6 separate regions of the Mus musculus genome follow, and all the other regions are linked to region 6. The links are chromatin contacts, called in public Hi-C, HiChIP or PLAC-seq and promoter capture Hi-C maps. All regions are on one chromosome and are shown on one strand. The core of a region is the stretch at or near the end of the contact, and the rest is flanking DNA. Distances in the headings are between cores, read along the strand shown. Region 1 overlaps Immp2l (IMP2 inner mitochondrial membrane peptidase-like (S. cerevisiae)). Region 2 overlaps Immp2l (IMP2 inner mitochondrial membrane peptidase-like (S. cerevisiae)). Region 3 has its middle 40 kb from the start of Immp2l. Region 4 overlaps Immp2l (IMP2 inner mitochondrial membrane peptidase-like (S. cerevisiae)). Region 5 overlaps Immp2l (IMP2 inner mitochondrial membrane peptidase-like (S. cerevisiae)). Region 6 holds the start of Lrrn3 (leucine rich repeat protein 3, neuronal).

Region 1 (3,861 bases), core at 843-3,342, 290 kb after region 6:
AAAGATAATGGACGTTAGTTCTAGACACTAGGCTGAGGAGATCTTTAGCTCTAGTTCTAACAGTGGTGGAACTGAGGATGTAAATGTCGAGGACCAGCAGAACTTGGGGACTGGGCAATTTTAACTGTATGACTTGGTTATTTCAGATTGTAACTAGAGACACCGAGTCAGTAACAGAAGTAGTCATTTTGGTTACTTGGGTTTGAACAACAGCGAATGCCTTGCAAGTTGCTGTGTGCTTGCGTATTTCCAAGAAAAAGGAAGAAATGGGGAAAGTTTTCTAATGAGCTGAAGGAACTACTTTTATCAAAGGGTAATATCAGGGTTTGAGAGAAGCTGGGAAGCAGAACAGGAAGGGTAGTGATGCTGGCCTCAGACTCACTCTGCTCTAAGAAACGACTGCCGACATTATCAGTGACAAATCTTTTTACGATTTGGGTGTTCATATTTCTTGAGGTTAAATGATTAGGTTGGAGGGTTATATATTTTTAATATCAGGACTATATTACTAGCCAGAGAAGCTGTGATCACAAATCACTTCGTCATGATATTAGTTAGTAGAAAGCTTACCCAGGACGAGGCACATCTGTTCAGGCCACTATAATAGAATACTAATACCTCGGTGGTCTATAAACAATGAAAGGTATTCCTCACAGTTACTGCGGCAAGGATGTCTTACATTAAGCTGCCAGCAGACAGAGGATGCTGATTGATGTTCATAGATAGCACTGTACCATCACATGGTGGAAAATGGGTAAAGCAGGTCCCTAAGGGCTCTGGTACAGAAATCATGCCCCTCACATGATAATAGAGCCCTGTCCCCATAACCCAGCCTTTTCGTCTCATCAGTGTGTCAAGGGCTAACATTATTATACTAGTGATAATATTTTAACATATGAATGTTAGAGAGAAAGCATTTTTCAGAACATAGAAGCATGAAGGGACTCATGAAATGAGACAGCAGTTTGGAATGAAGTATTTGACCACTGTGTTGAGCTCTAGTGTTTCTATAGAGACAGGGCCTGCTAAGAAGAAATTACCATGAAATTAAAGGAAACATTCAACAACAGCAACAAGAGCCACATAGAAAGAGGGACCAGAAGGTGGTCTATTTCCCAGACAAAGTAAGGAAATAGAAAAAATGGTACCCCTGGTCCCATGGCCTCTCTTTCTGGGACACTTGTTTTAATTGTCTAAGTACAGGGCTCTTAGGTGTCTTCAGTCAGCATGTAATAGAACTCTGTAACTTAACAGCAAACGTCCTGCTCTGAGGACTAAGTTAAGGACTTAACTCATAGTGTGCCCCCACCTGTTTAGCACAACCTACCTTTCCTGGTCTCCTCTTTCCACTCTGGTATAAGAGTCACCATACTTCTTTAGTTTCTCTTCTATCCCATAGTCTTCTGCAATATTTTTTAATTGCTGCTGCCTGGAATATTTTCTTTTTATGTCTTTGCCAGGCCAATTTTCGGTGTTAATCTTGTAAAGTTTCCCTGTCTTCTCCTTTATTTAGCGTGTTACACACACCTACAAACAAATATTTGTTTCTGATAAATCATATTTATCTCCTAATTTGTTACATTTCTTGAAAGCAGACTCTAAGCCGTATTGATCTTTGCATTTCTTTCTTGCTCAATGAAACTGGCAACTAAGAGATGCCTAAAAAAAGTGTTTCCCAATGTGAATACTTAATGAATACAGCACCTACCAAGTAAGTATTGAGAATCCAAGGGCTTCTCTTTCCACAGCTTGTCTCCATAGTGAGAATGATCTTTCAAAAATATCCGTCTAAGGCTGGCAAGATGTCTCCACAGGCAACAGTGCTTGCTGTGACCACCCGAGTTTGATCCCTGGAGATCTGGTGGCAGGACAGAACTGACTTCTGATAGTTCTTCTCTCACCTGCCCAAGCTTGCCATTGCACCTGCTCTCTCTGGCTTTGCTAGTGAACTCCTCCTGTTCTCTTACTCTGAGCAGCTCTTTTCACCGTCTTCTCCTCCTGTCCGCTGCCTGTCCCCTGCCCTGCCCGAGCTATCTTCCTTGACCAGGACCACATACGAAAGCTCAGCCTGGAATATTCTTTCCTTGCCAGTGAGTCGCTCGCTGCTCCTTCTTTCAGCTTCAGGTCTCAGCCTAGACACCTCGTTCTCCCCGAGCCCCTCTTCAAAGCTCATGTCCCTTCTGTCACCTCCGGTAGCTTTCGACTTTTTACAGCGCGCTTCTTGCAGTGTATAATTGGCATTTTCCGTCCTTGTTTTTGCTTCCTCTTCATTCATGTTGATTCTATTAAGCAAGAAGATGGTGTATGTGGTGTTCTAAGATGCAGTAGCCACACTGTGTCAGAGGCATCATGCCCAGTACTCAAGACTGATGGGAGGCAGGCCTAGGGTGGTACTTCCCTAAGGCACTTTACTCTTCCGCCATTTCCTCTATTCTTAGCTCTAATCCTCATTCTTATCTTGTAAATACAATAGTGTGCTGAGGGCCTGACTGGCTCTCTCCTTAACAGTGTTATCATCACTTGGAATCACAACCGTTTCATGTAAATTTCTAACTCTGATGAAAAATACATGGGAGTCTTTGTTTTGTTTTATATTTCCTTTCCAGCAAAGCTGAAACTAATCTTCTCCGTCCTTATCTCTTTCTGCATTTCTTTAAGACACTTGGCAGGAGAGCAGTTGTTCTCCTGTAAGGTTAGGAATAAAAGCAATACTATTAAAATGTCCTGCTAGCACTGCCCCCCCCCCACCCCCCTTTGTCTTCTTGCTGTAACTACTTGTAAATGCTGGGTTTAGAACTATCAGTACAAAACCGTCCTGACTACCTTGAGTAATCCAATAATAGCTATGCATTTTATCTAAGATTTTTTAAAAACCTGATTCCATCGAGCTAATTTAGTTTCTCTAAGCTCTGGTTTTAAATCTAATTAAGACATCTTAAATGGCTCAATTTCCATTTGGGTAGCTGGCTTTGCCTATAATTTTCAGGTTTCAAGCCTTCTCTAATGAATTTCTTCCATTGCTTTTCTGCAATTAAGCTTTCCTCCCATTAAGTTCCATCAGGCATAGTCATAAGGCAGATTGTGAACCAGTCAGTCTCATTAATTAAGAACAAAAGAAGATTTCTGAGAAGATGCCTTTGTACACAATGCATTTTAGGGGACAGGCCTAACTTTTGGCCTAACCAAACACAGATAATTTGGAGACAGATTTCTACGCTTTTTCACTTGTTTTGTGTTTTCTCGGACTCCCATGGTCACGTCTCCTCAGGTCCTCAAGAGGTTAAAAGCATAGTCCATTGCCACATACAGAGGTAGAGCCTCAGGCTTCAAGTAGATGGCTTTGGCTTGCCCTTTGGCAAAGAGTAGAGCAGCGATTGCCAGCCCAGGGCCTTCCAGTTGAATGTATCACTTTCACTGTGCAATCTGCCCTTGTCATCCTGTGGCCTTCAGACCTGAACTCCAGCCTCTATTTCAAATGCATTATGTTATACTGCACCATCTGGTCAGCCCATGCTGCATCCAAGAGATTTGGAATCCTAGTGTAGAGGAGCTAATTAGGTTCCGTGAAGGTTTCATGGTCTGCTATTCTAGCCAAACAAACAGAAATAAATTATTGAAATATTTTCTTTCTGTTCTCCCTGTTTAACATATTCAAAAATATAAGAATAAAGTATTCCCCAAATAGTAGGAAATTATTGGAGAAATTGTTGAGTCGATTTTGCATAACTGATTGTGCATATGTTCTGAATTGTAATCCATTTGGACTTGAGGTTGATAAGAATGTTTAATGTGTTTCTGCCCCATTTTACAGTGGGTAGTTTTTATGCTAAGTGCTTTAATGTATGTCTGTGATGCTAATCT
Region 2 (3,712 bases), core at 379-2,878, 320 kb before region 6:
ATGTGACTTGTGGGTATGCCATCTAACTTCCTGTTCTTCAGTTCTTCCAGATCGGAAGACCAGGTTAAATAGCTTCTGTTCCATAGGTTAGGATAAAGATTATACAAAAGCACAATAATTTTTTACCTCCAGTAAACTCATAGCTCCTAGCTATTATCACATCATGGTAAAGAGAAACTTAACTGATTCTTTTTTTTTTTTTTTCCTTTGACTGTCTTGGAACTCAGTCTGTAGACCAGATTGGCCTAGAAATCAGCATATTTTTATCATCTCCATGACTATCTGGGTCCTCTTGGTTGACTTCAGTCCTAGGCAACTAGTGGCAAACTGCTTCAATAGATTTGACCTTTCTAGATATTTTGTTTAGAGCAGTGGTTCTCAACATGTGTGGGTTGTGACCCGTTTGGGAGTCACATATCAGATACCATTCCTATCAAATGTTTGCATTATAATTCATAACTGTAGTAACTTTATAGTTATAGCAACAAAAATAATTTTATGGTTATGGTTTACAACATGAGGAACTGTATTAAAGAGTCACAGCATTAGGAACCCTGAGAACCACTGGCTTAAAGAGAGAGCAAATATGCCTTAGGCATAGAGTAATGGTCTTTAGTGTTCTAATAATTAGACTGTTTTTGAGGTTTAGCCATGATGTATCTATGATTTGTTCGTTTTAATGGCTGAATAATATTCATACTTATAAATCTATCTGATTTTATTAATACATATATTATTTGATAGTTTTGTTTCAGGATTTTATGTAACCTGAACAGTAGTGATACCCATATTCTTTTATAATTTTTTTTCTCAAGCATATATTTTTATTTCTCTTGGGTAGTTGTGTAGATGCTGAGTTTGGGGATAAATTTATGTTTAACTCATGAGGAAACTGCCAAACTGTTTCCTAAGGGATTTCACATTCCTCCCTCAGTGTCTGATGGTTCTAATTTTCCACATCTCTGCTAACATTAGGCATTTTGTTTTGATTCTGACTATTTTACTGTGTGTATGAGGTGGGCTGGTATGTGAGCTTGCTCACACCCCCCCCCCCCCCCCGCCTTTTTCCCCAAGCCCATATTCTTACCCAAAGTCTCACTGTTCTGTGATGATATACTGAATCTACTAACATTCACACTTGGGCTCAAAGTCCTAGCCCCCTCTTCTCAGTGGTAACATTTCTGAAAATTTATTCCTCTCTAAAATTTGTGTCCCTATCTTTTTGATGTGCATTTGCTCCAGCTTCTCCCTCTCTTGAGCCTGCTTCCATCTTCCAATTGGAGGTGCTCTGAGAGCTCAACTCAGAACAATGAATGCAAAGCCAGATCTATTTCTGTGGATCCAACAGTAGCAGGATGTAGATTGAATGTGAGTCATTGAAGTAGAGAGGGAGTGAGGAAGACCTCTAACTTGGCGTGCTATTTGAACGGATGCTCGTATGACAAACTGGACCAATTAGATGTCTGTGGAAAGAGTCTTTTAGACACAAAGGTGAATGAAGAGATTTATTCATTAGGCAAGAAGGAGGCACATGTGGAGGGAGCAGAGCTGTAAGTGAGAGAAGGGCGCAGGGTGATCTGAGAGAGCCAAGCCTTTGATGTGGTGTCAGAAGCAGAGCTTCCTGCTCATGCTAGCAACAGAGAGCAAGGGGCTCAGGACAGACCAAAGGGCCAATGAGAAGGCTTTCACAGTAACTGTGGGTGAGAAATGGCAGGGCCTGAGTTGGAAAGTAACAAACAACTAGGAAGTAGCAGGGACCTTGATAAATATTTTGAAGATACTGTTTTTGTTGTTGTTGTTGTTGTTTTAAATTGGTATAGAAACTGTGAATAAGGGACAAGTCCAGGGACATTCTCAAGTTTTTGGCCAAAGTAAATTCACAAAGGCAACTGTGTGAATTGAAATTCCAGAGGCATAATAGTGGAAGGGTGAGAGGAAATGAGATTTTCTGTTTTAGATGTGTTAGATCAGTGTGCCTATTAGATCTTCAAGAATGGCTGTGGCTTGACAGTTTGGAACACAGTCAGGGGCAGGACTCAAGACAGCACCTGGGGAATTGTCAGGATATAAGTTGTCCTTGAAGTTGTTGCTCTAAGAGAACTCACCTAGGAGGTAGCATGCCTTTTCTGTGAAGGATTTGAAACACAATGACAATAAAATTCAGACTTCTGAGGTTTGACTATCTGTTGTGAATGGAGCTCTAGGTAGTAATTAAGAGGACTGCCTTCCAATAAAAGATGATTTACAAAAGCTTCTAGATCATGGGCTAGATTTGACCTGCATACAACAGTTTAGTGACCTGTGACTTTCGCAGTGCCTACAGAGAGAGGAGACCCAAACCCTAGCTTGGTCCTAAGGTTCATTTATACCTAGAGGTCAGGAATATAGACAGGAATCTGAGATGAAGCCGCGGGGCTGAATGTTTGTTCTCTGATTTTTACTATGACTAATGGATACAAGGCTGAGAACTCAAGAGGATGGCGAGTTTATCATTTGTGTTTCTCCTCACTTTGCCTATGTCCTAAGTGCCTAGTAATTTGTATAAATTTCCAGACAGGAAATATTCTAATCCCTCTTACACATGGAAGTTCTCTGAGTATAACAACCACTCTCTGTAGTTAGGAGACATATTGTATAAAATGCTCCCAACTCATTAGACATTTGAATGTGAAATTCCTGTCACAGGGTTTAGGTGGGTTTTCCAGTGTGCTTTCCTGAGAAGTCATCTGATTTGTGTCCTTTTGCTCAAATGATGAAGTTGGAGCTTTTTGTGTATAAACATTCATGTTCTGTATCTGTTGCTGACCTCTACATACTTGGCACAATGTAAAGGGAAGAGTTCAGGGAAAACTTGAGAGTTCCCTTCTCTTGAGGTCTTTGAAATAAATCTTTGTGAAGGAATACCACTGCACATTTTCTCATAAGGCTAAAAGTCCACTGTGTATGTATACATGAAACAACTCAACCATTGTTGGTGAGTGGCATTTTATAGTTTTCTGTCTCAGCGCAGACAGATGAGTATTTAGATATTTCCAGGAGCTTTGATTATATCTGTATTTCATTTGTGGAGTTGTTTGGACAATGTATGGCTGGTTTAATGTTTATTCTTATATCATCATGCCTAATAGATGTGATGTGAAGTAGGAATTAAGAAACTCACATATATATACATACATACACACATACATACATACATACATACATACATACACACACACATACACACATACATATGTGTGAGTATATGTGAGTGTGTGTGTGTATGCATGTCTGTGTCTCTGTATGTGGTTGTTCAGACACCAAAAGTGGTTCTGAAAGTTTTGCATTGCCTACTGACAGACATTATGTATCAAGAACTCACATTATCATAGGTCACTGAATTAATTTAAGAAATACGAATTGACATCACTACTTTAGGGAATTATGGGCTGCTGTTTGAAATACTGTCTTTGTAAAATTTGAAAATTTAGAATAAATTTTATTTTTAGAGTGTAGGGCCCTTGTGAATGAAGTGTTGGTTTTTTCCAAATCCCAGGGTTTATGGACAAATGGTAGACTCCTTCCATCTCCTCATCAAAATAGCTGAGTGTTTTTGTCTCCATTGACTCTTGAGTGTAATCTTTAAATGGAAAGAGAGTTCAAAAAGGCATTTAAAACTTTTCAGAGGTGTGTTCAAAAGTCATTTGTTATTTGTGAAAGAAGGCAGCCATAA
Region 3 (4,245 bases), core at 142-2,641, 500 kb before region 6:
CTTTTAACAGTAGCAGAATGAGTGTAAGCAATGGACTATTATTTGACATCCTTCTTTTGATGAAATTGAATTTCTTTTGATAAATGTCAGAAGGGGACACACATTCTTCAGTAAAATGAGCTGAGCCTAGGGCAGATTTGTCATTGCCACCTCACCATTCCTGACAAATACATTGTGTCTTGAGCTTGTCTGTCCTTGGTGACCTTAAGGAAATAGAAAAGTGATCCTATCCTTCCTGACTGCAGCGCCCTGAATAGCAGAAGATGGCAAGTTAGAAATGATTAAAATGCTTATATACATCTCCTGGGAGTCTGTCCTTACTGGGCAAATACATGAAAGGACGGTGGAACAAAAGCATGTTATATGTTATGTTTATGTTAAACACAGAGGTTCTGAAATGTTTTTCAGAAGATTTACTTTCATCACGTGTATATGTGTAGGTGCATGTGCCCAAGGAATCCAGAAGATGTTAGACCCATTGGAAGTAGAGTCATAGGCAGTTTTGAGCTGCCTGAAGGAGGGTGCCAGGAATCAAACTCAGACCCTCTATAAGAGCAGTGCTCACTTTTAAGCCCTGGGCCACCTCTGCAGCCCTAGTTTGACATAGCTTAATGCCATGAAGCTCCATAAATCCTTGCATCTCAATAAGAAGATGAACTTCAAAATAGTCAAGTCTTTAACATGGACTCTTCAGCTCTACAAACGGCACACAAGAAAAATTCATCTGAAATAACCTTGAACTTTATTCGAGCGAGTAGATCCATCTTTCTCTAAGGAGATACTGCTATTAGTTATTCCTATATTGTAATTGCCCTGGAGAACAGGTAGTATAGGAAATCAAAGTCAGAACAGAAGGTGTACAGTTGGAATTGCCCCCTTGGACACTGCAGAGACAGAAGGTCACAGAAGCAAAGGTATTAGCTTATACCCGGTATTTAGCCCCAGGAATGCCGGGGAATCAGTCATGCTTTCCCAGGTTTGCCTGAAACTCTATTGTTACTACACTTTAGCTTTCTTTAACTCTGAACCAGAAATTTCAATGCTAGGTGCATGAGAAAGACGTCAGCTGGATTTTACACAGGTAAAATGAATCACTCATCAATTTATCCCTTTAATAATGGGTTACTAGTCTCTAGTGTGTATAGGTCTGTGTAAAGCATGGGATAGAGAAAAAAATCAACGGACAAGGTTCTTGCTCTTATGGGATTTCTTTGCCTATAAGCAAATAATTTTTTTCTTGAGCATGATTTCTTTATAGTTCTGGCTTTCCTGGAACTTACTATGTAGACCAAGCAGACCTTGAATTTGGAGAGATCCACCTACTTCTGCCTCCTGAGTACTGGGATTAAAGGAATGTGTAATGAGGGTGGAGCCCACATGAGTGAGGTTAGTGCCTTTGTAACAGAAGACACCAGAAAGACAAAATCCTTGCAGGTAAAGATATAGTGAGAAGGAGGCTGATTAGCATAAGCTGAATAACACTGACTCTGCTGCCATCTTGACCTTGGACTCAACAGTCTCCCGAGCTATGAGAAATCTGTTTGTTGTCTTAGCCACCCATATAATATTATCCTGACTTGACTAAGACAAGAGGATTATTATTCTTCATTATGATAGTGGAACAGAGTCACAGTCACAGATGAACTCACCAGTTTGCTTATGGTCACAAAGCTTATAAAAGGTAGAATTGAGCTTTCTCCAGGGCAGCCCAGCACTAGAGTCTGTGCTTTTAAAAAATAAATAAATGAAATAAATAAGATATTTACTTTATTTACATTTCAAACGTTGTCCCTTTTCCTGGTTTTCCCTCCCAAAACCCCCTATCCCCCACACACACCCCTCACTCACCAACCCACCCACACCCGCTTCCTGGCCCTGGCATTCCCCTACACTGGGGCATAGAGCCTTCACAGGACCAAGGCCCTCTCCTCCCATTGATGGCTGACTAGGCCATCCTCTGCTGCATATGCAGCTGGAGTCATGGAGTCTGTGCTTTTAACCACTATTGTTACTTCGATTCATCAGATAGCTATTATGTAAATTAATTAGCTGCTGACGGTCATGCTAGGAGGTTAAAATTCCACTAAGAAGCTCACCATTTGGAGGGGGAGACCAAATGCCAAGGACAACGTAGTGGGACAAATGTGAGACCAATATGAACAAATTATATTAGAAGCACCAAGAAAACAGTACACTGTACTTAGTGCTTATTGTTTTCATATTAAAAACAAAGCACTAATAGACAGTAATCCACAGGGCAGTTTAGAAAGTGTTACTAAATTCGCTACTGAGGCAAATGGGAAATCAAAGCACTGCTAATGACTCTTTCCAAACTTGGTCTCTGGATATTTATTGGCCCTTAGAGACTAAAATCACCAGCCCTCAATGATGTTAACTTTTCTTCTTTTGTTTCCACATGGACATAGAACTGGGGAACAAATGTGTTAACTAAACCTATAATTGTACCCTGCTACTAGTTGTTGATGAAATCTGCTTCCCCTCCCTTCAATGCCATTATTCCTCCTTCCATTTCTCAGTTCTAAATTCTTTATCATCACTTCTCCTTAGCATCTCCAATCTCATGTGTCATCAAACCCACGGGGTCAATACCATGGGAAGGAAGGTATGATAGTTTTGCTTACCCATTAAGTGGACTGCAGCTGACATCCCCATAAGGAGTGACAGGTTAATTAGCAAGAAAAAAGCATAACAGACGTATAGAACTGTCTTAAGACGTGAAGACATAAAGACCTAGGGAAACTGGTTTAATGTTAATGTTGGGCTTGTTGAAAAATATGTAGAAATGTGGCCAGACAAATGTATAATCAAGTGGAAAGAAACATTGGAGGAAAACCTAGAAGGCCTATCTCTTTAGACTCTAGTTTGTCTCTCTGTGTAGCTCTGTAGCTTCCCCCTTGGATATAAGAAGAACCAAGAACTGGGCCAGGGACACAGGGGTTGTGATAGAAATAGAGGTAGCTGATTAGATAAAAGAAAGACATTATCAAGAATGGTGATGGGTGAGAGAGCAGGGAAAGGACTGACTCAAAAAGCTATTGTGTGGGGGAGGGGAGGGGGGGTTGGGCGAGTGTACCTCTGGTGGCAGGGGCTTCCAGTCTTCCTCTGCCAGCTGACTTCCTTCATATGTTAATTGCTTTCTCTCATCACACCAGCAGGGGAAAAAGTGCAAGTAAAAGAAATGGTGAGCCAGTGAGATGGCTCAGCGTGTAAAGAAAGTGCCCCCTGCCAAGCCTGGGGAGTTGAGTTCAACCAGGCTTCAACCTTGGTTTACAGAGACACCCGATGACAACTGATCCTCTTTCCTCTCCGCGACTCTCTTTAAAGACTGAACAAATACCATCTGAGTCTCCATAAGTCCAGGTCTCATCCCAGTGAAGACTTCAGTCAGTCCTCAAACTGCCTTGAGAATGAATGGCTGTTAAAAGAATATCCTGTTTGTTTCTGCTGGCACCTGAGAATAGGACCCTGACTAGGGCCAGGTAGCAAGTTTAGATGGGTTTTACATGAACTGTGAATCAGTCCCATGAACTCAATCTCTACTTCTACTTTTTATCTTTTCTCCCTTCCTCTTTGTGGCCCCACTCCCCCCCCTCCTCCCCCCATCTTCTGTGTGTTAGGCAAGTACTCTACCACTGATCTATGGACCCAATCCAATTTCTAATTGCAAATTTTATAACAGTAAAAGATGACCCTATCACTTTAACTGGTTCTGGGTTTGTTCATGTTTGATACTCGTAAGATGAACCCTCGGAGTTAGGATTCATCCTGATGCAGTATGACCTCATCATGTCTGGAAGGAATGGGGATGACAAAAGAGATGCTTGGGACCCTCACTCTGACTACCTGGATTGTCAAAACAAGATAGCTTGAGAATCCCCTCAAGAATCTCATGCTGGAATAAGAAAAAAGCTGAAGCTGGGTACTAGCCAGAGTGGACCTTGCCTCTCAGTAAGGAATAGCTGTCACACAGCACAGACCGCCCTGCAGGAGAGACTGGAGGTGAGCAATATGGGAGGAAAGCATTCAGCTCTGCTAACTCTTCGGCTGTTTAACTATTCGTCTCCCTTAGCTTCTCTTTCATATTACTCAGGTTAGGACACTGACCATGGAGTTGGAGGGATTACTAGAGCTCTTTGATCCTTATGCTAAGCCACTGTGATCACGTTGAATAAATCTGCTTTTCAGTATAGCTGGTTTGTTTAATTGGCTTATTAAGAATGGGGA
Region 4 (3,940 bases), core at 430-2,929, 430 kb before region 6:
TCCTGCCCATGAAGGCTGCCTGCCATGCCTGCTGGGTTCTGTCGATCTGAACTGTGGTCATGCTATTTCATGGCAAGGCTTTACTTGCTGTCTCCCCAGCCCTAGAGACAAGATCTTCCAGAACAAAACAAAACACAGACAAAACGATTGCTGTACCCACTGTTGATCCCTAGTGAATCCCTGGGACCCAAAATAACCTAAGTTCCCTGCTGTGACAAACTTCCAGGAGCCCTGAGTGAGAAAGTGTGAGCTAGGCAGGGAGCTGGTTTAAGAGCCCCTCGTAGGTCTCCTGTTTCTCTCTCCTGTTTCTGTGTCTCCCGTTGCCCTTACACTGCGGAAGATTGTTTATCTTGTGTCTGTCCTTTCTAGGTTCTGACTATTGTCTCATTTTTTTCCCTTATAATCTTACTTCTTTCATTTTAAAAATTACATTCATTTTCCTGCTTATTTGTGTGTGGAGGGTCACGTACCACAGCATAGGAGTTGAGGTTAGAGTACAGTGTGTAGAGAGTGTGTTCTTTCCTTCCCTTATGTGGGTTCCTGGGGTTTGAACTCAGGTCAACTAGCTGTTATTGTCTCCTGAGCTGTTTGCTAGCCCTGTTTCTTAGCAGGTTTTTTTTTTAACTGTTGAATTTTTTCTTTTTAACTTGAGATGAGTGATTGTTTTCATTATGTTTTGTTTTTATAAAGCACATTTTAATATGACCCAAATAATAAATAATGCTCTATTTTCTTATGTTATTTTATAAGTATTCCTAATAGTGAAGTAATATTCTTTCCTAATTAAAAATATAGCTTTATGAATAAATATGTTTATGAGGAAATTAGTCCAAACTCCTCCACCAGTTGCTTTGTTTGGGCTGTGGGTAAATACCTGGCTGGTTTCACTTCCTATATTTATATTTAACATTGTTGGGTTAAAATCCACATTGCCTTTTGCTTCTGCATTATTCTTTCTGCATTAAATTAGAAAAAGATATCACAGTGTTAAAATTCAAACTTGTGGATTATTGAAATTTAAAGTTTTTACCAAGCTTTTCTTTGCTAATGGTTATCATTTAATTGGATTTTTTTTTCATTCTCTAAAAAGCTACTGACAGCCCTACTAATTTTTGTAATAAATTGTTTTTCGGAATCTATAGCATTTTGGCTGCTGAAATTGGAGATGGTGCTTTTGTTGTAAATATGTCAAGGATGAGGCTGTCTTACGTTGAGACTGGTTTGAGCCAGTTCTTAGAAGGCCCAGTGAAATGTTATGGATTTTGTTTTATGTGGTTTCTGAAAGGCCTGCCATCCATTGTTCTCACTACCCCAAATACAATTTTTCTCTAATTATGTTTTCCTCTCGTTCATAAGAATGTGATTTTTGAATGTAATTTAATTGTAGTTTATTTCTACCATTTTAATGAAAGAGTTAAACATCTAGAAGAGTTACAGACATTTCATAATGAACACATTGACTTCTGCAAGTGTGTGCATGTGTTGGGGTGGGGGCATGTGTGTGGAGACTTGGAGTTGAGTTTGGCTATCTTACTTGGTCATGCTCCCCTTGTTTTCTGAAAGAAGGTTTTCACTGAACCTGCAAGTTTTGATTTTAGCTAGGCCAGGTGGCCAGCAAGCTCAAGGAATCTGTTAGTCCCTACTAACCCAAGTACTGGGGTTAGCGATGCTCGCTGTGGTGTCTGGCTACAATGGTCCTTTTTAAGTCTCCTACCTATAGCATAATTCACTTATCTTTGTCAGCTTGCCACATTGTGGTTTTTATTTGTCACAGTTCTAGCCTTTATTTCCTTTTTCTTGCCTCTGAACAACAGTGATCTGATTTATTCTTGTCTAGTCTGTCACAGGTATGTCTTCTTTCCTTCCTTCCTTCCTTCCTTCCTTCCTATTTATTTATTTATTTATTTATTTATGGGTTTTTGTTTTTTGTTTTTGCTTTTTCAGAATTTCCCTTTTTAAGCTTATACTAGCCTTTTGAACTTTCTATGTAGCATAGTCGAGCCTTGAACTCATGGTAATTATTCTGGTTCTGCCTCTTAAGCGCTGGGTTTGAAGTGTGTTTTTAAAAATACTTTCAAAACACAACAGAAGCAAACATATACCTGACACTCCCTGGTCCTTATTAGTTGACCGATAATCAGTGTACTTGGTTTGTCTACTTTTGGAATGGGGAGGGGCCAAAATAGAACCAACTCTCACTGTATTTGTCTGGGTTGACTTTAACTGTCAACTTGATATATTCGAGAGTCACCTGAAAGGTCATGGACTGTGAATTGTAAGCCGGAATAAACCCTTTCCTACCCTGAGTTGGTTTTGGTCAGAATGTTTAATACAGCACCATAATCAAACTACACCAGTGTTTATTAGGTGTTATACCAACTAGAAGGTGTGCTTTGTGTTCATGTGCTTATGAGTGTGTGCGTGCCTGCGTGTTCATGTCTGCTTTAAAATGCATATGAGTACTTTGCTCCCCTTCTTTGAGACAGGGTCTGTGTAGCCCTCCCTGGCTGTCCCAGAACTTGCTATGTAGACCAGGTTGGTCCGAAACTCACAGAGACCCTCATGCTTCTGTCTTCTTAGTGCTGGGATTAAAGGTGTGCATCACCATGCCTGGCATGAATGCCTTCAATCTCCTCAAATCCCATGGGTTTCCATAAAGAAAGGTATTGGGACCAGTGGGATGATTTGCCCTTTGTGTTTCTTGTTTGTAAGGGAGAGACGCTAAGGCCGAGACTCTGGGCCTCCTCATGCTTGCTAGGCAAGTTGTTCTCACATGAGATGTGTTCCCGTTGTAAATGTCCCATGGTCTGAACACCAGCATCTTACCGCCCTGACCTCTGTTGATGCTTCTTCTATTTACTATGTCTAGAGCCACATGGGCAGGGCGAGTTCTGCCCTTTCACTGGTGCTGAGGGCAGAGTGGGCAAGCTGAAGATTGCCCTAGCCTGAACTCAGGAAGCGTTGTTGCGTTTCTCCGTCCTAGATGCTTTCCAGTAGTGTTTTTATTTTTGCCAGTTAGTTTGAAGCATAGCTTCAAACATAGTTTGCTTTTAAATATTCCTGACTCAAAATTGAGTATGTCAGTGTCTTAGTATCTAGATATATGTCAGTTTAATGGTAAAGACTTACAGTTTTCTGTATCAAGCATGCAATGTTAAGTAAAGGTAGCGGACTATTTAATCAGCTTCCCAAGATTTGCCTTCAAGGGAGTCTCTTTGCCAAGTGCAGCATTTGCTACAGCTAACTTTATTATACTTCTGTTCTTTTTCATTTTTGAAAATCTTTCTTTGCACTTAGACATTTTGAGAAATTTCAAGTGAAAAAATGCCATGTCAGACACAAGAGGCGTCTGTTTTATTGATTTATTTCTATTGATAAAAACATCTTTGTGCAGTTATGTATTAAAGCCAGGACCTTGTGTGTGCTAACACACTGTCGCTGAACTCTATCCCTAGGTAGCTGTCTTCTTACTGCATGCTATGGCAGGAAGATGGTTTATGCTCCCCCACTCATGCAGAAGGAGAGTGTCTATCGTGAGGTAGTAAGTGGGTACACTCTTGGTGTTTGGCAGTGAGAATAAGTTTCAATAATGTCATCCGTCACCCGCACCCAGGATTGAATTCTGGTGGCTGTACGAGGAGAGGAAGAGAGCTTTTAACTCCAGGGTGCTTCTCAGTTGATGAGGTTTGCCCCTGGCTTTTGAGGGTAGAGCCTTTCCTTGTGGACTCCCTTGATTGATCTGAGCCTCCTGCAGCCTGCATCATTTGGTGTGTCAGGATGCAGACCTCTTGCTCTCTCCACAGTTGCCTTTCTGAACCTTCCTTCTGCTGTGGCCAGGTTAAATTGAGGCCCCCTGACCTAAGATGTTCCCTGTTGCGAGGTCCTCAGAGTAGCCCAGTTTTTAACAGTGGGGGTCTCTATTAGGACATTGCCCACTCTT
Region 5 (3,840 bases), core at 214-2,713, 290 kb before region 6:
TTCAGTAAATCATGAAAATAGTTATGAAATATAGAAACATTATTTAGTAGAGATGACGTGAAACAGGGAGGCCTGACTTATGAGCTCCGATTTGTTGATTACAACTACCACAGTGCCTTAGACGACCATGAGAGAAATACCTCACAGAATAGCTCTGAAAGTAAGTGTAATAATTAAGACTAAACATTAAGTATTATCCTCGCTACAAATGACTCCCTGTCTCAAAGCATTGCTGTTGCTATTTCTGGGTGTATCTTTAAAAAATAGGTTCATCATGTCAATGGAAAAACTACAGCTGTCATCCTAAAGGGAATGAGTGATAATTTATTCTGGAACCATATGGAATGACCATGGCTTAGGACACAGATTTAGGTGACCCCAAGTTCCATATTCCAACATGGGAGCAGTTTTAGAAAATTCTAATTATTTTACAAAACAAAGAAAGCCATAAATCAAGGACAGTTTAAAATACTTTGGTTGGCCACCAGCCTTTTGGTTCTTAGCTTTTGGATTGGTGAAAACTAGTAGTCTGCTAAGTAATAGTTTCCAAAGATTTTAATGTGTCACTCACCAGAGGTTGCTTCTGGCATGTTTTCAGCCCTCATTGGTGGCATGAACAGAGGAGAGCAGGGAATAAAAGTGAGGCAGGCTGAAGTCCCACACAATAGCAACTTTATTCAGAGCATGGTGCAATTTACACTCTGAGGGTTAAGAAGCGTCACCTGAGTCAAGTGTATAGTCACAATGACAAGCTGCACTTGGCAAAAACCATGTTTTTCCATAGAGACACATGAATAACAACAGCTGAAGTAAACGCACTCCTCTCCACTGTATGTGGGAGGAGCAAGAAAACACATTCCCAGAACAATTCTGGGTTTTGAAGAAACTGAGGTACAAGATGCAAATCTTGGAGTTTTGTTTGTTTGTTTGTTTGTTTGTTTCCACAAGCACGCAGAATTCTCAACATGACTCCATTCTTGGACTGTGCTCTGATACTGACACACAGATGGGCAAGGAATGACTGTTCCCCAGGGCTAGAATTAGCCCAGGCTAAGGTAATTACCCTCTGGAACTGCATCGTTAGTCTCTCCATACTACTGAAATTTTAATCAGTTTCTATAGACACAGTCTTTTTTTTTTTTTTTTGAGTTTTTGTTCATACTCAGAACCTTGTATTGTTTGATCTGATTTACTCATCTGTACAACATTCAAGAGGTCTATTTGTTATGCTTGGCAAATATGTATACCAGTGTAGGAAGAGATAAGTCCTCAGTCACTGTTTCTATTTTGGGGTTCTTGTAAGTTAGTCATTCTGTCCATGAGAAGCTCCCATCTCTGCTTAGCAAAAGCCTGTATGCTGCCAGATATTGTAAGCATTTCCTCGAGAGTGCTCCAGTCTTCTCCTTAGGTCAGGACATCGTCTTTCAATATATCTGATGGGAACGTGTGGCCTGGTCTTAGTGGTAGTTGTTTTATCTGATTTTCTTTAAGAAGCTTGTTGAACTCTGAGATAGCTGTGACTCATACTGGATAAACATTGAATGTTTCGCTGCAGCACTTACCTTTTCACTTGGGTGCTAAGCTAGGAGGGAAGAGCATGGTTAAAAGGATGAGCCTCATGCTGAATTCAGGGCCTGTTCCCTTTGTTATATGACCCAAGCTATTGTCCTTATGCTTCCCCTTGTTTGACTTTCAAGATCTCACTGTCCTTTGGGATTTGTCTGGATAGCTTTCTTGCCTGGATACTTATGAAATAATGATTCGTATGGATGGTTTCCTTGCCTGAATACTTGTGAAATATGCAAAGAGCCTGGTAGTAATGCTTCACCAATGTGCTTGCCGTATGTAAGGATAACAGCAGACAAGACTGGAAAAACTCACACTGTAGAACCGTTGAGTCCTGCCATGTTTTCTGATTTTGGATTTTATAGCCTAGAGTTTTTGGCCTTTCTAGTGTTATTTTCTTCTTCTTTTGTCAGTCTCTGGGGATATTATTCTCTCCTTTCAAAGTGTTTACTGTCATCAGCTTAGCCCCTGACCTTAACAGCTACAGAACGATCAATACCAGGAAAGGTAAGTGGGTCAGATGTGAATTTATTACTGGAGTATTCACTTGATTTATGCAAATACATTGTCAACAGGTTTCCTATTTGCATTGCTCAGTATTCATTCCTAGACACCTATGACACTAGCTTGTGCATGTGAGCATTTCTAAAGCCCTGCCTTGTGCGTGCATAGGTCAGAGCAGCTTCTCTTAAATGATTTGAAGTCTTTATGATGAAGATGTTGGCCTTTTTTATGACCTGATGGAGTTCTTACTGAAAATGAACATCGGAAGGCCCAGAGTAAATCTAGCCCTGACAGAATTTAGTATTTCCTTATCTGCCCCTAACCCTCTCTTTCTTTTTCTGGAAAAGAGTTTGCTTATATTGACCAACTCCCAGAGGAAATGACAGTGTTGGTGATCATTGCAAAGCTCACAGTTAGTCTATGCCTTAATTCTAATAAATAGTCCCTGTTTTTAGAGCAGTTTTGGATAAATCGGAGTAGAAAACACAGTACACTCCCATAAATATCTCTCTTTCTAGTTTTTATTGAAAAGTGTGTCTGGGTACAGGGGTGCTTTGTAACTTTGATTTTGTCCAAAATACTCTTCTAAAGTCCAGGCTATCCTTGTCATAAGGGAACTGCTTAACTTAAAAATGCATTTATTTACCTTTCTCGTCCACTTCCAAGGATTTGCCATTCATGCTCAGGGGGCAGAGCAACCAGAATTTATGAGCTCCTATATGCAACAGGGAAGGAATTAATTTGGCATAAACCCGTGGAAGCAAATTGTCATGCTTGCCTGTGTGATATGAGAACTTTTTGACCCATGGCACTCTGGCTGCCCTTGAAGGCATTTTCCTGTAGGTTCTAATCCTGTGTGTGTCTCTGATCATAATTTAAAACCATTAGCAAAGCTTACAACCAAAACTGCTAAGATAAAGAGGCAAATTAAAATCGCCACCATTGGCAGCATTATGAGTGGCAGCCCTAGTGCTTTGAGTCACCAAGATCCAGGTGTCCTTTGTATAGCCTCTATCCATATCCCCTTACTAGTGCTGAACGCAGTTCTCTTTTACTAGCTGGATTTCTGCTTTTTACTGCTCGACATTTGCAGAGGGTGTTTACAAACATTGCACCCAGATATAAAAACATCTCTGCCCAGAATTGACACCTGCTCACTTTCCAGTGAGCCAGTCCAGCCGTCCTCCACAACGCTAACCTTTTGACCGTCTCTAATTCCCTTTTTTCATAGATAGTCCTTAATACGTTTTCAGCTAGACTTAGGAAATAGTCTTCTAGGAGCTCTTCTGTGAGTACCACATGATTGTTCTTTTGCTTCACAGTTTCTCTGCACTTAAGTTCTGTTTAATTGAGGGAATTGCTTAAAAGAAAACACAGAATCAATCAGTGCTTTTTGCCTTTTTCCAGGTCTACTATTTATCTTAGATATGTAGACTTATGGACACATGAAAATCTATGACCCATGATCTGTAGCATTTGAAATAGGAAAATGAAATTGACTAGGGTTTCTTGCTCACAGTATTTTTTCCATCTGGTTTTGTTTGTGAATAAGCCGAATGTTTGTAACCGTCCTCCCTGCACTGTGTTGTTTACATCCTGGGCAGACCAGGAAGAAATCGCATGACTTTTCCAGCTTACATTTCTCCCAGCGACTTCAGCCCATCTCTTAACCACTTTACTTTCTACAAGACAGGACCTAGTTTATCTTTTGCTCTTTGTTAATTCTATAAATCCTGACAATGCATCCTGACATGTGTTACTCTAGTGTCA
Region 6 (3,783 bases), core at 624-3,123:
TAAGAGAAGAGAGGAGAAAGCTCCAGCAGATGAAATATGAACCCTGGGTTTGTTTTAATGTCTCCACAGGACCCATTAGCAGGGCAGTGAAGATTTCCACAGCCACCCTCAATTGGTGGTGTCGCTTTGAGAGCATATTCTAAGTAGCTGGCTTCCTCTTACAAGATTGGAAGTAAAAATCGGTCCACAGAGTATTCCATGAATCATCACTCCATGGACGCTCTGAGTTGACTGACAGTAATTCTGTCTCAAAGGCGTTGCTTCTGGAACCAAGGATGAGGAACTCAGTGCACAAGTAATATTTGTCGTACCAGGGCACACTCTTTTCCTGATAAGTATTTTAAATTTGTACTTATTTTTCTATCTATCACACTGGTCTCCTTTTCGCTAAACTAGGAAGATTCTCACTCGTGATCATAGCCTGCTTTCACTAAGATTAGAGGCACAGAAACAAGGACATATTGTTAAAAATGAATAAATTAAAGCCGAGTTAAGCCACCCGGCTCAGTGAGAGCAAACAGTCTTCATAAATAGGAAATGTACTTTGAAGCCATACTACCGCGATGCTGTTCAATTACCAAAGGTGACTAGAGCTCTCCTGGTTCATCTCCTGGTTTCCCTAGCATGGTAGCTTCCTGGGCTGCATTAGCAATCAGACGCTTGCACTGTCCCCTCAGAGCAGTGAGGGGATGGGATGTTATTAAAGGGAAGTCATTTACCACAATCGGGAAGATGTAGCCTGGCAGAAATTCAATACCGGTTTGTGATATGCTCATTCTGCTACTCTGCCTGGTGCCCTTCACTCCTGACACACTACAGCATCCCCCTTAAATCTTCATCCCTTGGGGCGGGCTGGGGGGTGGGGGGACAACGCCTCATTGGCTTCAGAACAGAGAAATATGAGTGATCTGCTTTTCGTTACAAGAGCTGTGGGGGCAAAGGACCCTGATTTTTCCATCTCCCTCTGTTTCTCTCTCCTTCTCCCCTCTCTCCCGCTGCCTCCTCTGCCAGCCTCTCTGTCTCCTTCCCCTCTCTCTCCCTGCTTCTCTCTTGGTCCTTCTGTTCTCTTTTCTCTGCCTCAGTCCCCGTCTCTTCTCTCTCCCTCCTCTCTCTCTCCTCCCCCGGCACTGCTTTTCTCTCCCACTCACATCCTCTGATGGGCATTCAAGCTAGTAAAATGCCTGCTTGAGAATCCCACGAACGCAGCTAGGCACACACAGAGCCGGCGGGGTTTGCATGTTCACTCAAAAGTGAAATGCAAAGAAAAATGCCCTTAGAATTCAGACAAGGGGAAAACATCAAAGGAGAACTGATGTGTAAAAACTCCGGCACCAACAAAAACACGAAATAGGGAACATTTAAACAGATAGGTATATTTTAAACTTACCTTGCCTTAGCAGATGCAGGGATAGCCCTCCTCCGGTGCCCCTGCTTGCTCAGTTCCTTGGCTGAAATAATCACATGGCTGTCTTCTTGCCCCAGTATAAATAGGTGCATATGTATGTGTAATAAAGTACACACAATTACATACTATAGATATGCACACATGCAAGCAATGGTGTCTCTCTTTCTCTCTCTCTCTTTTTCTAAAATATAAAGGAAGGCAGGAGCCTGCAGCTAGGATTCCTTCTTTTGACTGGAACTCTCTCCGGCAGCAGCAGGCTGAGCCTCTCAATCCCGTGAAGAGAGATCCTGCTAGCTGGCGTTATTTCTCCTCGTTTCCATGGTGGTTAGTGGTGCATCGTTCACCAGATCAGTTGTCACACTGACACGGTGCTGCCTGCTCAGCGGTCATTAATAACTGAACACCCTCCACTCCCCAGAGAGGAGCCAATCGCTTCAGACTGCCAAGATGTAGCACTCGCAGCTGCTCCAGCCTGGTTGGCTGAAGCAGCCTGTCTGTCCTATGACAGTGCTGCTTAGGGTACAAATAAATGAAACAGGCTTGCATATTTTTCCTTGGAATCATTTTCTTTCCTGTTTTTTCTTTTCCTTTTGGAGCAATGTGCAGCGCTTTTCAACAAGTTCTCCCATTTGGAATGTGATCAGTCATTTGGAGAAACGGTGGGGTTTTTGTTTGTTTTGTTTTTCTGTTTTTCATTTCCTCTGAGATAAGACAGGAAACACTTATGAACAAGGATTTCCTGAATATTAAAAATACTTGATAGTGACTCTGCCTCCCTGTCTGTGAAGTTCAGCAGTGGCTTTACATTTCAGCCTGCAGCCTGCAGCTCTCCTGCCCCTTGTTTGTTTCCCTACAGATCCTACTTAAATCAGCCTATGTGCATGCAGCTAATAGCCTCTCTCTCTCTTTCACTCTCTCTCTCTCTCCCTCTCTCTCTCCCTCTCTCTCTCTCTCTCTCTCTCCCTCCCTCCCTCCCTCCCTCCATTCCTTCTTTCCATTTTTCTTGTTGGTACTTTGTGTGTGGGTTTATTTTTTGTTTGCGTATTTGTTTAGGTTTTACAATGACATTTCTTAAAATTACAACAAATATTTGCTTCTCCAATACTCACAACAATGGTATGTAAGGAGAAGCATATACAAAATAAACTTTTCCAATTATAACTACTTATCTATACATGGTATAACAAATCTGATGCCACACATCGGACATGTGTTGTATGTGGCATTGCTTGTGCCTGCATCCAGATGTACATGTATGTGTGTGTGTGCGCCTGTGTATGCGTTTTAGATGTATGATTTATTAGTAATAACTCAGGGATCCTTTCCTCTACAATAGACTGAACAGTTAAATTATCTCTTTTTGCACTTACGGCTATCAACTCTGAATGGCTACTTAACTAGGAAAATGTTTTCAATAGGAATTATATGTAAAACATTTGGAATATTTAGACTAGAAATCATGCCAGCGTGGTCATGTGTTCAGCTCCAGAACAACCATGACAAATAGAAGAATATAAGGGCATGCTTTCCAGACAGTATACTAGAGAGACCTCCTGAGAGGAGTGGAACATGGGAACAATTTTCAACAGGTCCAAAGCTGCCTTATCTGAGTCTCCCCTTGCTTTGATAGACTGCCCTCTAGTGGAGGAAAAGGAAATGGCATTTATTAGATTTACTGGGGGAGGGGGGAATAACAACAAAAAGCAAAAGCATTAGCACTAATTGTTTCTTAAGGTGTCGTTGAAGTGACTTAAACCGGTGTTCTGCGCCATGACCGTATGCCTGGAAGCTTAGCCTCACTAACATTGTCTTTTGACCACCAAACGCTTTCATGTTACAGTTTTCTTTACAAAAGCAAACAAACAAAATCTACCAATGCTTTAGTTATTCGTTGTATTGATCAATTTGTTGACGGAGTCAGGGCCTTTATCTTCTGCCTAGGCAATTTGAATGCTGGTATGGTAGGTGTTCCTCAGAATATTTTTATTTTAATATATAATTGATAAACTCTAATCTTTTTGATAAGCATGAATGCTAAACCAAAGTGGCTTCTTCATTGGCCAAATGGCATCCAATTCTGAGTGTTATCCTCTCACCAGACACTTACAGGTACTTGAGTGTCCACTCACAGGTATGGGAGGAGGATGAGTGTTGGGCTGTTACATTGGAGTGCATCGCATATAACTTAATAGCCTAATTTTACTTTCTTCACTTGAAACGTACTGAATTTTTCCACTCAATTTGAATATTTTTAGAGTATATACATGGAGAATTGTGCTATAATTGTAACAACTATTTGAAAAAAATTCCTTTTATATTGTACCAACTCCTTAAGCACTTTATTTCGATTGTTATTAATTATATAATCAACAAATCTA

The links. Promoter capture Hi-C pulls out the DNA fragments that hold promoters and counts their contacts. HiChIP or PLAC-seq counts read pairs in DNA pulled down with a chosen protein or histone mark. A called contact is a pair of places that touch in the nucleus more often than the background predicts.
Region 1: a Hi-C map of the N1E-115 cell line shows a contact between it and region 6, with 4 times the contacts expected there. The contact joins the enhancer-like site here to the promoter of Lrrn3 in region 6. A contact is called at or near these places in 3 of 484 Hi-C or Micro-C datasets (DN3 thymocytes, the N1E-115 cell line and cerebellar granule neurons) and 1 of 9 other capture datasets (liver).
Region 2: a contact with region 6 is called in a RAD21 HiChIP or PLAC-seq map of pro-B cells, with 5 times the contacts expected there. The contact joins the enhancer-like site here to the promoter of Lrrn3 in region 6. A contact is called at or near these places in 8 of 39 promoter capture datasets (the 3T3-L1 cell line, 3T3-L1-derived adipocytes, embryonic stem cells and 3 more), 2 of 15 datasets of contacts at CTCF or cohesin (the NIH/3T3 cell line and pro-B cells) and 3 of 115 datasets of contacts at active chromatin or transcription factors (the 230-238 cell line and large pre-B cells).
Region 3: a promoter capture Hi-C map of embryonic stem cells shows a contact between it and region 6, with 2.1 times the contacts expected there. The contact joins the enhancer-like site here to the promoter of Lrrn3 in region 6. A contact is called at or near these places in 14 of 39 promoter capture datasets (the 3T3-L1 cell line, 3T3-L1-derived adipocytes, the C10 cell line and 7 more), 1 of 15 datasets of contacts at CTCF or cohesin (large pre-B cells), 1 of 484 Hi-C or Micro-C datasets (olfactory sensory neurons) and 2 of 115 datasets of contacts at active chromatin or transcription factors (embryonic stem cells and large pre-B cells).
Region 4: a RAD21 HiChIP or PLAC-seq map of pro-B cells shows a contact between it and region 6, with 4 times the contacts expected there. The contact joins the enhancer-like site here to the promoter of Lrrn3 in region 6. A contact is called at or near these places in 3 of 39 promoter capture datasets (embryonic stem cells, liver and pre-B cells), 1 of 15 datasets of contacts at CTCF or cohesin (pro-B cells), 8 of 115 datasets of contacts at active chromatin or transcription factors (the 230-238 cell line, bone marrow-derived macrophages, embryonic stem cells and 3 more) and 1 of 9 other capture datasets (liver).
Region 5: a contact with region 6 is called in a Hi-C map of the N1E-115 cell line, with 2.9 times the contacts expected there. The contact joins the enhancer-like site here to the promoter of Lrrn3 in region 6. A contact is called at or near these places in 4 of 39 promoter capture datasets (the C10 cell line, embryonic stem cells, hippocampal neurons and 1 more), 4 of 484 Hi-C or Micro-C datasets (the N1E-115 cell line, cerebral cortex, cortical neurons and 1 more), 7 of 115 datasets of contacts at active chromatin or transcription factors (the 230-238 cell line, SST interneurons, embryonic hindbrain and 3 more) and 2 of 9 other capture datasets (adipose tissue and liver).

What each region holds. Positions count from the first base shown.
Region 1 is chr12:41,771,684-41,775,544 of GRCm38.p6, forward strand. The region is part of intron 6 of Immp2l (IMP2 inner mitochondrial membrane peptidase-like (S. cerevisiae)); the gene reads left to right. Among named protein-coding and RNA genes, the nearest start is that of Gm40412, 170 kb to the left of the region's middle. Within about 2 kb of position 2,093, at least 2 of the 459 cell types and tissues checked have an H3K27ac peak or open chromatin away from gene starts, as enhancers often do. A contact at or near this core is called in the N1E-115 cell line, where this site is marked.
Region 2 is chr12:41,166,398-41,170,109 of GRCm38.p6, forward strand. All of the region lies in intron 4 of Immp2l (IMP2 inner mitochondrial membrane peptidase-like (S. cerevisiae)), which reads left to right. Among named protein-coding and RNA genes, the nearest start is that of Immp2l, 140 kb to the left of the region's middle. Within about 2 kb of position 1,629, at least 39 of the 459 cell types and tissues checked have an H3K27ac peak or open chromatin away from gene starts, as enhancers often do. A contact at or near this core is called in the 230-238 cell line and pro-B cells, where this site is marked.
Region 3 is chr12:40,981,805-40,986,049 of GRCm38.p6, forward strand. No RefSeq gene overlaps it. Among named protein-coding and RNA genes, the nearest start is that of Immp2l, 40 kb to the right of the region's middle. Within about 2 kb of position 1,392, at least 5 of the 459 cell types and tissues checked have an H3K27ac peak or open chromatin away from gene starts, as enhancers often do. A contact at or near this core is called in embryonic stem cells, where this site is marked.
Region 4 is chr12:41,055,277-41,059,216 of GRCm38.p6, forward strand. The region is part of intron 2 of Immp2l (IMP2 inner mitochondrial membrane peptidase-like (S. cerevisiae)); the gene reads left to right. Among named protein-coding and RNA genes, the nearest start is that of Immp2l, 33 kb to the left of the region's middle. Within about 2 kb of position 1,680, at least 10 of the 459 cell types and tissues checked have an H3K27ac peak or open chromatin away from gene starts, as enhancers often do. A contact at or near this core is called in pro-B cells, where this site is marked.
Region 5 is chr12:41,191,743-41,195,582 of GRCm38.p6, forward strand. All of the region lies in intron 4 of Immp2l (IMP2 inner mitochondrial membrane peptidase-like (S. cerevisiae)), which reads left to right. Among named protein-coding and RNA genes, the nearest start is that of Gm25497, 150 kb to the right of the region's middle. Within about 2 kb of position 1,464, at least 5 of the 459 cell types and tissues checked have an H3K27ac peak or open chromatin away from gene starts, as enhancers often do. A contact at or near this core is called in the N1E-115 cell line, where this site is marked.
Region 6 is chr12:41,484,184-41,487,966 of GRCm38.p6, forward strand. Lrrn3 (leucine rich repeat protein 3, neuronal) reads right to left here and starts at 1,874. Exons shown (of 2, transcript NM_010733.3): 1 at 1,388-1,874. All of the region lies in intron 4 of Immp2l (IMP2 inner mitochondrial membrane peptidase-like (S. cerevisiae)), which reads left to right.